2 separate regions of the Mus musculus genome follow, and region 1 is linked to region 2. The links are chromatin contacts, called in public promoter capture Hi-C maps. All regions are on one chromosome and are shown on one strand. Each heading gives the region's core, a stretch centred on a gene start, on an enhancer-like site or on the middle of the called end of the contact. The rest is flanking DNA. Distances are from core to core; before and after follow the strand shown.

Region 1 (6,526 bases), core at 624-3,123, 310 kb before region 2:
CATCCATCCAACTATATTCTTCATCCCACCTCTGACTCATTCCACTCTCCCATCTGAATATATCCAGTATCTACATCTGTATCTCCACCCATTATTTGCCCACACATCCTTCCATCTGTCCATCTACCCATTTCATCTACACACCTCATTACTACCACCATTTCTAATCATCAGCACCTCACACACCCACACTGCCGTCTCTCCTTGATAGGGTTCTTCCAGGTACCATAAAACCTCAGGACCTGCCGGGCGTGGTGGCGCACACCTTAATCCCAGCACTCGGCAAGCAGAGGCAGACGGATTTCTGAGTTCCAGGACAGCCAGGGCAACACAGAGAAACCCTGTCTCGAAAAACAAAACACCACCTCAGGACCTTTCCATGCTGACACCAGGGCAGATTAAGATGGGGTTGTGGGAGCTCTGTTCCTCATTTGGTTTTCCTGGGAACACCCAGGCCCCCCTTTCCCATGAATATTCTGACTATTGTGTCCAACCTCCCTACACACACCCCACATCCCTCCTCATTTGGGACCTCTGTAATTCCTCAGTATACTCTTGCCTCCCACAGAATAATTCAAGTTTGTAGTGGAGACAAAGGGTATTTTTTGTTAAATCCTACCCCCGCCCAGCAGTGCTCTGCAGGGCAGCATAATTTAAACAATTTGTTTGATGACAGAATGCCAGCTCCTTCCTTCACTGTCTATAATCCTCCCAAGAATTCTAAGGCATCCGTCCCCAGGCCAGGGTGGTATTTGGTGTGAGACATTCCTCGAAGAGCTCTGGCTTTCCTGTCTTTAGCCACTTCTCAGAATGAGCTTAGCATTCAGTAAACATATCCTGTCACTTCTCAGGGACACCTTAACCCGTGACTCACCAGGGAGTCAGTCTAATCACACACACACAAGGTCCAGTCCTGACCTACGGGGCTCAGGAATCTGATTGTTAGCCCTTGGCTAACAGCCAGAGGCTGTGCTTTAGAGCAAACGAGCTTCTGGCTTTAAGCTTGTCACTGTGAGCTCATCCTGTCCTGGCCCTCGGCATCCCTAAGAGGTTAATGAGGGTTCTACTTGGTTTTCTTTTGCATTGAGAACCAAACTGGGGCTTTTTTCTTTGGAGAGCTCGGCTATGAGCTATCTCCCCGACACAGCGAGGGTGAGGATGGCTTTTGTGTTGTTTGCAGTGTTGGGCATTGAATGTAGGACCTTGGACTTTCACCTCATCTCAACCCAGTCCTTCATTGTTGGGGAATTTGTTTGAATTGTGTATGTGTGTCTACACAAGTGACCCTGGAGTCTATAGGAAGAGTCAGATGCCCCTGGAGCTGGGCATGGTGGGTGGGTAGTTATGAGCATGGATGCTGGGACCTGAGCTTTGGTCCTCTGTAAGAGCAGTGTTAACCACTTTTAACCACAAACGTCTCTCCAGCTCCTTGTTTTGAAGCATTATAGATAAGGAAACATCCTGGGCTACAGAGCGAGATTCACTCTTAACCCAAAAAAATAGGAAGAGGAGACAGACACAAAGAAGGTGCCTTACCTAGCTATAGCTAGTCTCACTCTTAGGAAGGGGCTTAGCAGGGACAAATCCTCTCAGCCTGAGTTGCCCATCTAGTGCCAAGAGCCACCAGGGCTACAAGAGGGAACTTGTGAGTCAACCAGCCCAAGGAGCTGTCTACTTACTGAATGCCATTGTGCCCACTGGGCCTGGACTCTTGTCTGGGGGCAGCAGCTGAGTCCTGTGTTCCCCCTTACACCCTGGTGACTGGAGGCTTCCCCCAAGGTCAGAACTGAGGCTGGCCCTCCCCTCCTCTGCAGAGTTGCACATTCCCAGCCACCCCCAGCTGTAGGAAAGTTCCCAGCCTGGCCTGGGCTCCCAGCGGCGCCGGAATTCCCGGCATTCAAAGGAGGCAGGGAGGGAGAAAGGGCTGTCTGCTCCAGAGCCTGGCAAGAGGAAGAAAAGCAATTCCCCTCTCCAGATGTGTTCCAGCTGTGCCTCTAGGTTCCAGGCTAGCCTCAGCCCCGTCTCCCTTTGATGAGTTCCATTCCTTATCCCACGACAGCTCCTATCTATGCTTCAAAGCCCCAGATTACCAGGACCAGGAGGGCTTTTGCCCACCCATCAACCTGCATACAGCTGTAGTCAGGCTCAAAAAGGAGTTGGAGGACATTGGTGCCTGGAGTCCCAGCTGCTTCTGAGGCAGCAGGAGGATACCCCAGGCTAGCCTTGGCAACACAGCAAAAGCCCTTCTTAAAGAGTGACACCAGACCAGGCATAATAGCATATGCCTTTAACCCCAGCACTTTGGAGGCTGAGGTAAACAGATTTCTGTTAGAGGCCAGCCTGGTCTACAGAGGGAGTTCCAGGACAGCCAGAACACTGTAGAAAGACCCTGTCTCTAAAAAAGGCAGGTGGGGTGGGGTGGGGTGGGGTACGTACCCTTCTCCGGTTTTCATTGCCTTTAGCTGCTGCAGAGCATACTTTTGCCACTAAGTTTTCTCAGGGATACCCCCCTTCACCATCACAGGGCCACCATGTCAGGTAATACTGAGCCACGCATCTACTTGCTATTCAGCAAACCTCACTCCACTTTTCTGCCAGATGTCATTGCTATTCATGGAGCCTTTCTCACCTATGGGAATGACCTATCTGCTGGGTCCAATGTGTGGGCACACTTTTAATCCCAGTACTCTAGAGGCAAACAAATCTCTAAGAATCTGGGGCTAGCCTCGTCTACCTAAGTAGTTCTAGGTCAGCCAAGACGACATAATGACGCCCTGTCTCAACAAAAAAACTACATGTGTTTGAGCTGAGGACAGTGGCTATGTGTGGTCTTCAGCAGTGAATCTCCTAGCTGTGTGAACGACCCTCAACTGACATGCAAGCCTGGTACCCTCTAAGGCCAGTACTCACTAGTGTAGTTCACTGGCTGCAGGCCACAAAACTGCTTCTAGGCCAACTCAACTTTTTGTCAAGAAAGTGGGCTCTGGTTCCCGAGGTCCCTGGATCACATCTCAGAGGTGTATGTGAACAAGACAACCTAACAACCCATCCTGATTTGTTTTTGTTGTTGTTATTGTTTTTGTTTGTTTGTTTTGGTTTTTTTGGTCTTTTCGAGACAGTGTTTCTCTGTTTAGCCCTGGATGTCCTGGAACTCACACTGTAGACCAGGCTGGCCTCGAACTCAGAAATCTGCCTGCCTCTGCCTCCCGAGTGCTGGGATTAAAGGCGTGCACCACCACCGCCTGGCTTGTTATTGTTTTTTGTTTGTTTGTTTGGTTGGTTTGGTTTGGTTTTTGGTTTTTCGAGACAGGGTTTCTCTGTGTAGCCCTGGCTGTCCTGGAACTCACTCTGTAGACCAGGTTGGCTTTGAACTCAGAAATCCACCTGCCCCTGCCTCCCAAGTGTGTGCGCCACCATGCCTGGCCAGATCCTGATTTGTAATACCCCCAAAAAGCCCACCTGACCCTCTGGGCTGGGCCGGCTACTCTGTAGGCTTGGGTTTCTCCCATGAAGCTGAATGACCTGACCTTCGCTCCCCAAGCAGGACTGCAGAGCAGAGCCTCTTAGCACAGCTTAAAGGGCCTGGGCCCTTCCACCTGCTTTTGTGGCTCAGCACCACTTCCTGCTTCCACCCTGTGCTCTTGAGTGAGCCACTACCTGACATTCTATTTTCCTCTACAAAGAGCACATAACAGACTGGCATCCACAGAGGCTCCTAGGCACTGGCCTGCATGTTTGTCTGTATGAGGGTGTCAGATCCCCTGGAACTGAAGTTACAGTTGTAAGCTGCCATGTTGGTGCTGGGAATTAAATCAGGATTCCCTCGGAAGAGCAGCCAATGCTTTAACCCCTGAACCATCTCTCCATCCCCTGAATTATTATTTTTTTTTATTTAAAGTTTTATTTATTATATGTAAGTACACTGTAGCTGTCTTCAGACACCCCAGAAGAGGGCATCAGATCTCATTACAGATGGTTGTGAGCCACCATGTGGTTGCTGGGATTTGAACTCAGGACCTTCGGAAGAGCAGTCAGTGTTCTTAACCGCTGAACCATCTCTCCAGCCTCCCTGAATTACTTTTGAAAGTGTTTATGTCAAGCCAAATTTGAACTCACCTCCACAGCCAAGGGTGACCTTGGACTTCTGATTTTCCTACCTTCCCTTTGCAAGTGCAAAGAATACATAATGGCCAGGCAGTGTTGGTACACGCCTTTAATCCTAGGGAGACAGGCCTGGTCTTCAGATAGAGTTCAAGGATAGCCAGGGGTATACAAAGAAACCAGCATCAAAAATCAGTACCTCAGGGGCTGGAGAGATGGCTCAGCAGTTAGAGCACTGACTGCTCTTCCAGAGGACCTGAGTTCAATTCCTAGCACACACATGGTAGCTCACAGCCATCTGTAATGAGATCTGAAGCCCTCTTCTGGTGTGTCTGAAGACAGCAACGGTGTACTCACATAAATCTTTAAAAACCAAACAAGCATATGGCCCCAACAGGTGAATTGCTCACATAGGTAGAGGTGCACACTTGAGCCCATCTAAGCTAGACAGGCTCCAAGGGCTCCCTACATTGAGCACTGTCTGCCTTCAGGCTGGGCTCCACCCCCAGCACCTAAACTCAGAAGAGCATTGAGTTTGCCTGACCTACAGATAGGAGGCTCCTTAAAGTTGGTGGCCCTTCCTTATCAAATATCCATACTGCTGGCTGATGTTTTAAAACCTGCACCCACTTCCTTTGTATTGAAGACTACAGGCCTCAGAGGACTCTTGTGTTCAGCAGGGCTAGGTGTGGCACTTTACAACTCAAGTCCCAGGGTTTGGGAGGCGGAGGCATTCTTGAGCCGTGGAGTTACAGATGAGCAAAGGCTATGAAGTGTGACAGCTCAGTGAAGTGCAAAAAGGCAGGGACATCTCACCTTGCTCAAAGCCCTGGGTTTGCTCCCAGACAAAACAAGGTAGGCAGAGAACAGAATATCTGATAGTGTGCTATGATAGTTGTACATTCAGGTCCTGGCTACTGAGGTGGGGACATAGGACCGCTTGGGCCCAGCATAACATAGCCAGATTCCTCAAAACCAAAAGGGTCTCTGGTGAAAGCCTGACTGGCAAAGTGCTTGCTTTAGGAAGCATGAGGACCAGAGTTCAGTCCCAGAGTAGAGTTACGTATAATCAGGAAGGGCTCGAGGCTTGGTATCGGGTAGGACCAGGTTCAGTTCCTATCACCCACTTGCCAGCTATCAGCTGTTATGTAACTGGCTTCAGAACACATATACAAGAAACCTGTCTCAAAAATAAGAATGAATTGATGCTTGGCATGGTTGCACACTTGTAATCCTTGTGCAAATGAGGTAGAGACATGTAGACTCCTGAAGCTCACTACCTGATTTCAGTAAGAGATCTTGTTCAACCTGCCCTTTGGCCTCCCTCAAGTGTATATACACACTGTCTCAAAAATCTTGGGGCTAGTAGAGGTTTAGCTCCAAGTTAAACAAGGTGCTGGCTGCTCTCCTAGAGGACTTGGGTTCAGCATCTAAATGGTGACTCCTACCAGTCTGTAAATCCAATTCCAAGCGCGCACCACCCTCTTCTGGCCTCTGCAGGAATTGGGTGTGTGGTGTACATACATACACACCTACCTAGCAAAACTCATACACATAAGTAACAAAGAATCTTTCAACAAAATTTAAGGTGGGCAGCATTTGAACATCCAAGATGGCCCTCTGATGTCTACATGCACTTACATACACCCATAAACATAAAAACCCAGGCTCTGCCCACCATGCATTCCACCCAAGGGAAACAAACTAAGCCTTCTACCTGCCATCTCTACAAACCATAAAGGCCAGAGAGGATTAAATGTGGTGGTCCACGCCTTTATTCCCAGCACTCGTGAATCAGAAGGAGGCACAGCTCTGGAGTCGATATAGTTGAGTTCTAGGATAGCCAGGGGCCAAGAAAAACCAGGTCTTTAAAAAAAAAAATAGGGGCCAGGCATGGTGGCGTACACCTTTTATCCCAGCACTCCGGAGGCAGAGGCAGATGGATTTCTGAGTTCAAGGCCAGCCTGGTCTACAAAGTGAGTTCCAGGACAGTCAGGGCTACACAGAGAAACCCTGTCTCGAAAAACAAAAAAAAAAACAAACAAAAAAGTAAAAATAAATAAATAAATAAGCAAGCAAGCGTATACACACAAAAACAGAGCTCAAATGCTCTGGAAGGCAGCCATTACTCCTTAGTGCCACTTACTAAGGGAGTTTCTTGCACTGTCCAACCACACTAATACTACAAAAAGAGACCAACACAAAAACAGGAACGTTAAAATCCTAGGATGTTTATTACAAAGGTAAACCCCGATCCTTGAGATGGGCTTATCGGTAGGATTTCTGGTATCGGGCACGGGCACCAGGACCTCCAAACTTTTTGGATTCGCAGCGACGGGGGTCAGCTACAAGCAGGGTCCGATCGTATTGGATGAGGATATCTTTGATCTCCTTCTTGGAGGCTTCATCCACATCTGGAGATTAA
Region 2 (7,087 bases), core at 1,879-4,378:
CATTGGGTGGGGGAAGGGAAACTCTGAGGTGCTTTGGGAGCTGCGAATGCTTGGTTGCTTGGTCTGGGTAGTAACAATTTAATACAAAGTCCATTGTATTGGCGAACTGTCGTGGGATACTTGAGCTCTGTGTGGAGTTGACTCTCCATTTCAGACCCAAGCAGGTTTGTCTCAAGTTGTCCTCCCTAAATCCCTGTCCTAGGGGAGGTTGATCCCCTAACTCTGTAACTAGGAGGAAGGAAAACAGCAAAAAGTAGAATTAAAAAAACTGTCCAGAAGAGGGGGCTAGAAAGATGGCTCGGGGCTGGAGAGATGGCTCAGTGGTTAAAAGCACCAACTGCTCTTCCAGAGGTCCTGAGTTTAATTCCCAGCAACCACATGGTGGCTCACAACCATCCATAACGAGATCTGATGCCCTCTTCTGGAGTGTCTGAAGACAGCTACAATGTACTTACATATAATGAATAAATAAATAAATAAATCTTAAAAGAAAGAAAGAAACAAAGAAGAAAGGAAGAAAGAAAGGAAGGAAGAAGGAAAGGAAGGAAGAGAGAAAGAGAGAAAGATGTCTCAATGGTTAAGAGCACTTTCTGCTCTTCCAGAGGACCTGGGTTCAATTCCTGGCACCACTTGGTGGCTCACAGCTGCCAGTAACTCTAGTTCTGGGGTTTCTATCGCCCTCTTCTGATCTCCAAGAGCTTTGGCATGCATGTACATAGTGCACACTCATACACATGAATAAAAAAGAACTTAGAAACATATTGTTTCAGGGTCAGTGAAGTGGCTCGATGGATGAAGGTGCTTGCCTGAGTTTCATTCCCACACCCCCACAATTAAAAAAAATGTAATGTAAAATAATAGCAACAGCAGACCATTGTGTTCTTGTGGACAGCCGGAGGGCACACAAATTCCACCAGAGGCTGCTGCTTATTCCGTGGTATAAAAACACCTGCAGCGGGAAAGGGAAGCAAAAAGGCTCAGCCTTGGTGAGAGTCCTCTACTCGGCTGGAACTCAGGCTGCAGTGGTTTCTGCTGGGTGGCTGAACGAGCCCTCTTTGATGTTATTTACCCGCTGCCTGCATTTGTTCTTGTCTTTGGAAGCCTCACCCTACAGGAGATTACTCTGCCCACATCTCTCCAGTGAGAAGCCCAGCTGGCTGCCTCACCGGGGCTTTCCAGGTGATTTTTGAAGGATGACTATGAGCACCCAATCTGATGGTGATATCTGTAGGCTTGCTTGTCTTGCTTTTCCTAGGAAGCATTACTCAAGAAGACGCCCGGGACTCTCCATGGGGATTCTTCCAGCTGCCTTGATGGGGAGTCATCTATATGGTGCTTCTACTTGTTTTAAATGGCTTTTTGCCTCCAGTAGTGAGTTTCCGTAGGCTTTTGCCCCATCAGTAAATTTCCATTTCTCTGAGACATATGCCACTCCCCTCTAATGTACTGCAGATCTCTTACCTGTTACACCACAGAGAGGAGAGAGTGCTGGGGTGCCCACACTTACCTCAGCCAGGCAACAATTCAGTTATTTCCATGTCAGTGGACCAAGACATAGGCCTGCTACAGAAGAGCTACATAAGCACCATTAGATCAACAGAGAACAGGTGGCGTGGAACTCACCAGCGGGACACCTTAAAACCAAAGAAAAACACAGCCTCCTAATAGCTGGAGAGCTGCCTCTCTCAACTATTTGTATTGCCTGCCAACAAACTTCACCTTTACTTTGTGGTCACTGTTTTTCTGTCTTTTAATTCTTCAACTGATGGAGGGAAGGAACCCACCTGCTAGCCAGTGTGAGAGCTACTGTAGATTCTCCATACCATACAGAACAGATAGGACGTTCAATTTGTGCAGCATTATGTAGCTAGAAAATAATGATTTGTGCCTGCTACCTATCTGTGCCCCAATAAAAAGTTTACTTAACAAAAACTATAGCTGTTATGAAGTGTGGTAGTGTATATCCCTGGTACAAGGAATACAGATCTAGGTTCTAACCCTGCTTTACCAGTTGCTCAAGTGACTTCAGTGCTTGGCACCAGCTTCCTTCTTTGTAGAAGAGAATATAATACATACTAAGGATTTTAGCTGGGCTTGCTTAGCATATCAAAGTTCCTGAGCCATAACAACAATCAAAACTCAACAGGAGGCTGAAAAGATGGCGCACACAGTCTGTAACTCCAGTGCCACAGATTCCTATGCCCTTTTCTGGCTTCTGCATGTACTGAATCCAGGTGCACAAATTCGCACTCCGATATACACATGTACACGTAACTAAATATAAAATCCTTTCAAAACGTTTAATTATGTGTAAGTGTGTTTCTGCTAGCGGGGACGTGTGCTTGAGTGCAGGTGCCTGCAGAAACCGAAGGAGTTGCCTACAGATGCTAGTGAGCTGCCCCACCTGGGTGCTGGGAACCGAACTCGGGTCCTGTAGAAGAGCCACAAGTGTTCTTCAGCACTGGGCCATCTTGACAGCCCCTAAAAATAATGTGAAGAGGACAGAGAAGAAAAGATTCGACAGGACTCCGCAAAGATCTGCATTCGCAGCTGCCTCGGTTTCTCCAGCTTTGGTACGATCTGATTGGCTCCTCGCCGTTCTGTGACCTCTGCTTCTCTCTTCAGGTGGCGGCCAGAGAAGGTCAAGAGATTCTTCTGTGGAACTAAAGGCTTCTTTAGTGCCTCTCGTTTCTTATACTTAGTTATGTCTGCGAATTCCTTCTAACAAAGCTCTGGAGTTTTTAACAAGTTAGGACAGGACTTGATTAATCTTCATATTCTCAGTTCGGGGCTGGCTTTGTAAAGACAAGAAAGTAAAAAAGTGGATAATATTAAAATCAATCAATCAATCCTCTGGAGACTTTTCTTCAAGAGCAACTCGGCCGCGCCATCTACTGGAGAAACCTTCACAACGCGCGACGGGCCGCGAAGCAGGATGGCGCCAGAACAAGAGTTACTGCGCACGCGCAACATCCTTGCGGGTCCGCGCGCGCGCGCCTGGAGCGCAGAGCGCAGGAACCCATCTTGGGGGCGGAGCCCAGGGCTAAGAGTTTCCCGCCCTTCCTGTTATCCGGCCCGTCAGGTCAACCCGCAGCGGTACCTTAAAAACTACGTTTCCCAAGATGCTCTATGTGAAGGACTTCCGTTGGCGTCAGCGGAAGCCGTGACTGGCCGGGCTGCACTGAGGCCGGCTTGGTCACTATGGAGGAGATAGGCATTTTGGTGGAAAAGATTCAGGTGCAGTGGGGATCTGGGTTTCTTAGCGGGAGCTGGACATGAGTGGGGTGCTGAGGGGTTCTCAGGATCCCAGCTCTGGGCTGGGTGGTTTCAGAGGCCTCGGTGTCGAGCTTTGGGTGGTCCCGGGGCCTGGCGGGGTAGTCATGTTGTCAGGAGGGCGGCAAAGCTCAGAAAAGCAGAGCGGGAGGAAAGTGGCGTTGAACTTAAAGACTTTTCAGACAGAACGGTTGCGAGGCCTGGAGAGCTGTGCTTACTAGCTTTTCGGTTTGGGGTCTGGACCAGGTGGAGGATGATGTATGGGGGCCCCGTGGCCTAGGTATGTTCGTGGCCAAGGGACCAGTGGACTCACTGTGCTTGGGACGTGAACGGTGAGGCGTTAAGTATTGGTTGTGGTTTGGCTGAGTGACCTTTGGCTTTAACGTGAGTTGGGAATCTGACATGAAAGCTTTTGGGGGGGGGAGGGGAAGAACTGGGTAATGAGACTCTGAATGTGACTCTGACTTTAAAATCCATGGGACTTTTAGAACCTCTTGAGGGGACTGGGATGCTAAGGTTCGGTATGGAGCTGCTGCAAAACTTTCATGATGAGTTTTGTTTAAGGGGCCTACTATTAGCAATCTACATAGGGGACTGAGCAGCTCCTGTATCTATTGAGAGATAGTGAATGATGTCAGGTACTGGAGACATAGGTGACTTGGTGGCGAAATAGGAAGAACGCTTTCGCTGATTTCACGAGATGATTCTCTGCTTCCAACACCAAGTTGTCTTTACCGTCTACAGGATGAGATTCCAGCACTGTCCGTGTCTCGGCCGCAGACCGGCCTGTCCTTTCTGGGACCCGAACCTGAAGACCTGGAGGACCTGTACAGCCGCTACAAGGTGTGTTCAACCCTAAGCTGGCTCCTGCATACCTCCCATCCCCCATCACATACGCCCCCCCCCCCACCTCCCACTGTGGTACGGCAAGGCTGCAGCCAACCCTTTGCCCTCCCTGTGCGTGCAGAAGCTGCAGCAGGAGCTGGAGTTCCTGGAAGTGCAGGAGGAGTATATCAAGGACGAGCAGAAGAACCTGAAGAAGGAATTCCTCCACGCCCAGGAGGAGGTGAAGCGGATCCAGAGCATCCCCTTGGTCATCGGTCAGTTCTTGGAAGCTGTGGATCAGAACACAGCCATCGTGGGCTCCACCACAGGTGAGTGGTGAGGCAGGCTGGGAGCAAGGCAGGGTGATAGAATGGCCAGAGTACTGACCGATCCAGAAGTGGATACATACTTTATTTTCTGAATGTCTCTTTCTGCCTCTCAATTCACGTGTGTGCGTGTAGTTTCACCATCCAAGTGTGATGGTGTACGCCTTTAACCTCAGCACTTGAGGAGGCGGAGGGACAAGAGGATCTTTGTGTGTTTGAGGTCAGCCTGGTCTACCTAGTATGTTTCCCGGAGTACATACAGAAACCCTGTCTCCAAACAAGAAGAAATTTACCATGTGGGTTGGAGTACCTTTGATGTTTGTGGTTCTAGTCTGTTTGAGTTGAACAAACTGGTGGTCACTTCCCTCGCCTGAGTTAACGCCACAACTGCTGCTGGATATGGAGCTGCTGTCTGGAAGCATCGGTTGTGTGTAAAGACGTTTGGCTCTGTTGAGGACTCAGCATACAACAGATGCTAGTGACATAAATCCATACCCTGCTCTTACAGTAGCTGACGATTCTGGTGTCTTACCTGTCTTTTCCTGCTGCTCGACTGAGCCGTGTGTTTATAAAGGCTCTAGATAAAGTCGTGTAACCATGTGGGATTGGACAGGTGGGCTTTGAGGAAGTGAAGGGAGAGTAATATCCAAGATGAAGGCTGTGTCTTTGAAAGTGAGACTTAAGACGGTGGGGCTCCCTGAGATAGTGGTGTGATTGGAGGGGTGGATTTGGAGGCAGACAGTGGGGAGCTGAGGCTGTGGAAGATGTCTGGGTGGCCGCTGCACTCACAAGTCTTGCTGTAGAGAGTAGATTGGAGAAAGGAGATGGAGGCTGCTGACCAGGAATTTATATGGAGACTTAGGCAGGGGATAGTTCCAAATGAGGGCAGGGTTTGGTGGTGGGCTAGGTGAGAGCAGAGGGAGGTGGGGTAGAGAGAGTGAGTGACTGAGGGGGCCAGAACGAGGCTTAGTCCTCTGGCTGGCAACTCGGGGACAGCACAGTTGAGTGGAGAACACCAGGACTGTGCTGGGAACACATTGAAAGATTCCCAGGGCCATCCAGGAGACCACATGTGAGATGCACAGAGCTGGACCTCAAGAAGGAAGCAGGGCTGAAGACCAGCAGGGAAGTCATTAGGATGAGCATGGGGGCTAAGAGGGGATGACCTAGGGCCAGACGTGGGAAACGTGGAAAGTGCCAGCTGTGTGTAGAGGGAAACGGGGAAGGAGTGACGTCAAGTCTCTGGCATTTCACTTCGTCTTCCTTCCTGTCTGCTCCCAAAGGCTCTAACTATTATGTGCGCATCCTGAGTACCATCGACCGGGAGCTGCTCAAGCCCAACGCCTCGGTGGCCCTGCACAAGCACAGCAATGCCCTGGTGGACGTGCTGCCTCCCGAGGCCGACAGCAGCATCATGATGCTCACCTCAGGTGAGGGGGGCACCCGGGGCCCTGGGAGTCCCACGGGGACCCTGGGGGCTGAGCCGCAAGCCCTAGCTCCACTCTCCCACCAGACCAGAAGCCAGATGTGATGTATGCCGATATCGGAGGCATGGACATCCAGAAGCAGGAGGTGAGGGAGGCTGTGGAACTCCCGCTTACACACTTCGAGCTGTACAAGCAGGTGAGGAGGACGAGGCGGCAGGGCAGGGAGAGGTCTCTGGGCCTAGGGTTGGTGACATAATCCCTTGGCTCATCCTTTTCCCGTCTCTTTTAGATTGGCATCGATCCTCCCCGAGGTGTCCTCATGTATGGCCCTCCTGGCTGTGGAAAGACAATGTTAGCAAAGGCTGTGGCACATCACACGACAGGTGAGCCTCTCACGGCCTCCCCCATGCTCTTCCTGCCTTGTTTCCTGCTTCCTTGGGTTCCGTAAGGAATGACATAAGGGTAGTGTCTGTAAATAGAGGCTCTGGGACCATAGCCCAGGTGGCAGTCCTTTACAGGATATGCAGTCCCCGGCAGGTGATTACGCCTCACTGTGCCCTGGGTTTCTCAAAAGTGGAAACTAAGGAGCCAGGTGTGGTCTCATATACCTAGAATCCCAGTGCCCAGGAGATAGAAGTAGGTGAGTTGCTGTGAGTTCAAGGCCAGCCTGGTCTGTATGGGCAGTTCTTGGCTGGCCAATGCTAGATAGTGAGACCCTGTCTTAGGTGAAATAAAATTTAAAAAGCCCATCTGGACATTCTGGCAAATATTCTTTTTGGGGGATTCGGGGGTGGGGTTCGAGACAGGGTTTCTCTGTTTAGCTCTGGCTGTCCTGGAACTCACTCTGTAGACCAGGTTGGCCTTAAACTCAGAAATCCGCCTGCCTCTGCCTCCCAAGTGCTGGGATTAAAGGTGTGCGCCACCACTGCCCGGCTTCTGGCAAATATTCTTAATCTTAACTCAGGAGACTGTGGCATTAAGATAAACATTTAAGGTTATTCTGGGTTACCTAGTGAGACCCTTCTCCAGACAAGCAAAAACCAAGCCAATAAACAAACATCCCACCCTGATTCCATAGGATGATGACGAGTTAGAAAAGCGATGCAGTGTTTCTATGGTGGGTTCAGACTTGGTGACTATCACCTGGCTTGCTGGGCAGAAGCCACAGGGGCGAGTGGTTAGAGGTAAGGTCAGGGCGAGAGTGGTCCATAGAGAGAGTACTCTAGGGAGTCGGGG

The links. Promoter capture Hi-C pulls out the DNA fragments that hold promoters and counts their contacts.
Region 1: a promoter capture Hi-C map of the 3T3-L1 cell line shows a contact between it and region 2, with 2.7 times the contacts expected there. The contact joins the enhancer-like site here to the promoter of Psmc4 in region 2. A contact is called at or near these places in 15 of 39 promoter capture datasets (the 3T3-L1 cell line, 3T3-L1-derived adipocytes, the C10 cell line and 11 more), 2 of 484 Hi-C or Micro-C datasets (cerebellum and palatal mesenchyme), 4 of 115 datasets of contacts at active chromatin or transcription factors (acute myeloid leukemia, astrocytes, embryonic midbrain and 1 more) and 1 of 9 other capture datasets (pancreatic islet).

Annotation. Positions count from the first base shown.
Region 1 is chr7:28,352,483-28,359,008 of GRCm38.p6, reverse strand. Rps16 (ribosomal protein S16) reads right to left here. Exons shown (of 5, transcript NM_013647.2): 5 at 6,311-6,515. The coding sequence ends at 6,370. Among named protein-coding and RNA genes, the nearest start is that of AF357399, 4.2 kb to the right of the region's middle. Within about 2 kb of position 1,873, at least 155 of the 459 cell types and tissues checked have an H3K27ac peak or open chromatin away from gene starts, as enhancers often do. A contact at or near this core is called in astrocytes, liver, neural stem cells and 1 more, where this site is marked.
Region 2 is chr7:28,046,133-28,053,219 of GRCm38.p6, reverse strand. It overlaps Psmc4 (proteasome (prosome, macropain) 26S subunit, ATPase, 4), which reads left to right and starts at 3,128. Exons shown (of 11, transcript NM_011874.2): 1 at 3,128-3,237; 2 at 4,018-4,116; 3 at 4,241-4,427; 4 at 5,708-5,854; 5 at 5,938-6,047; 6 at 6,141-6,234. The coding sequence starts at 3,202.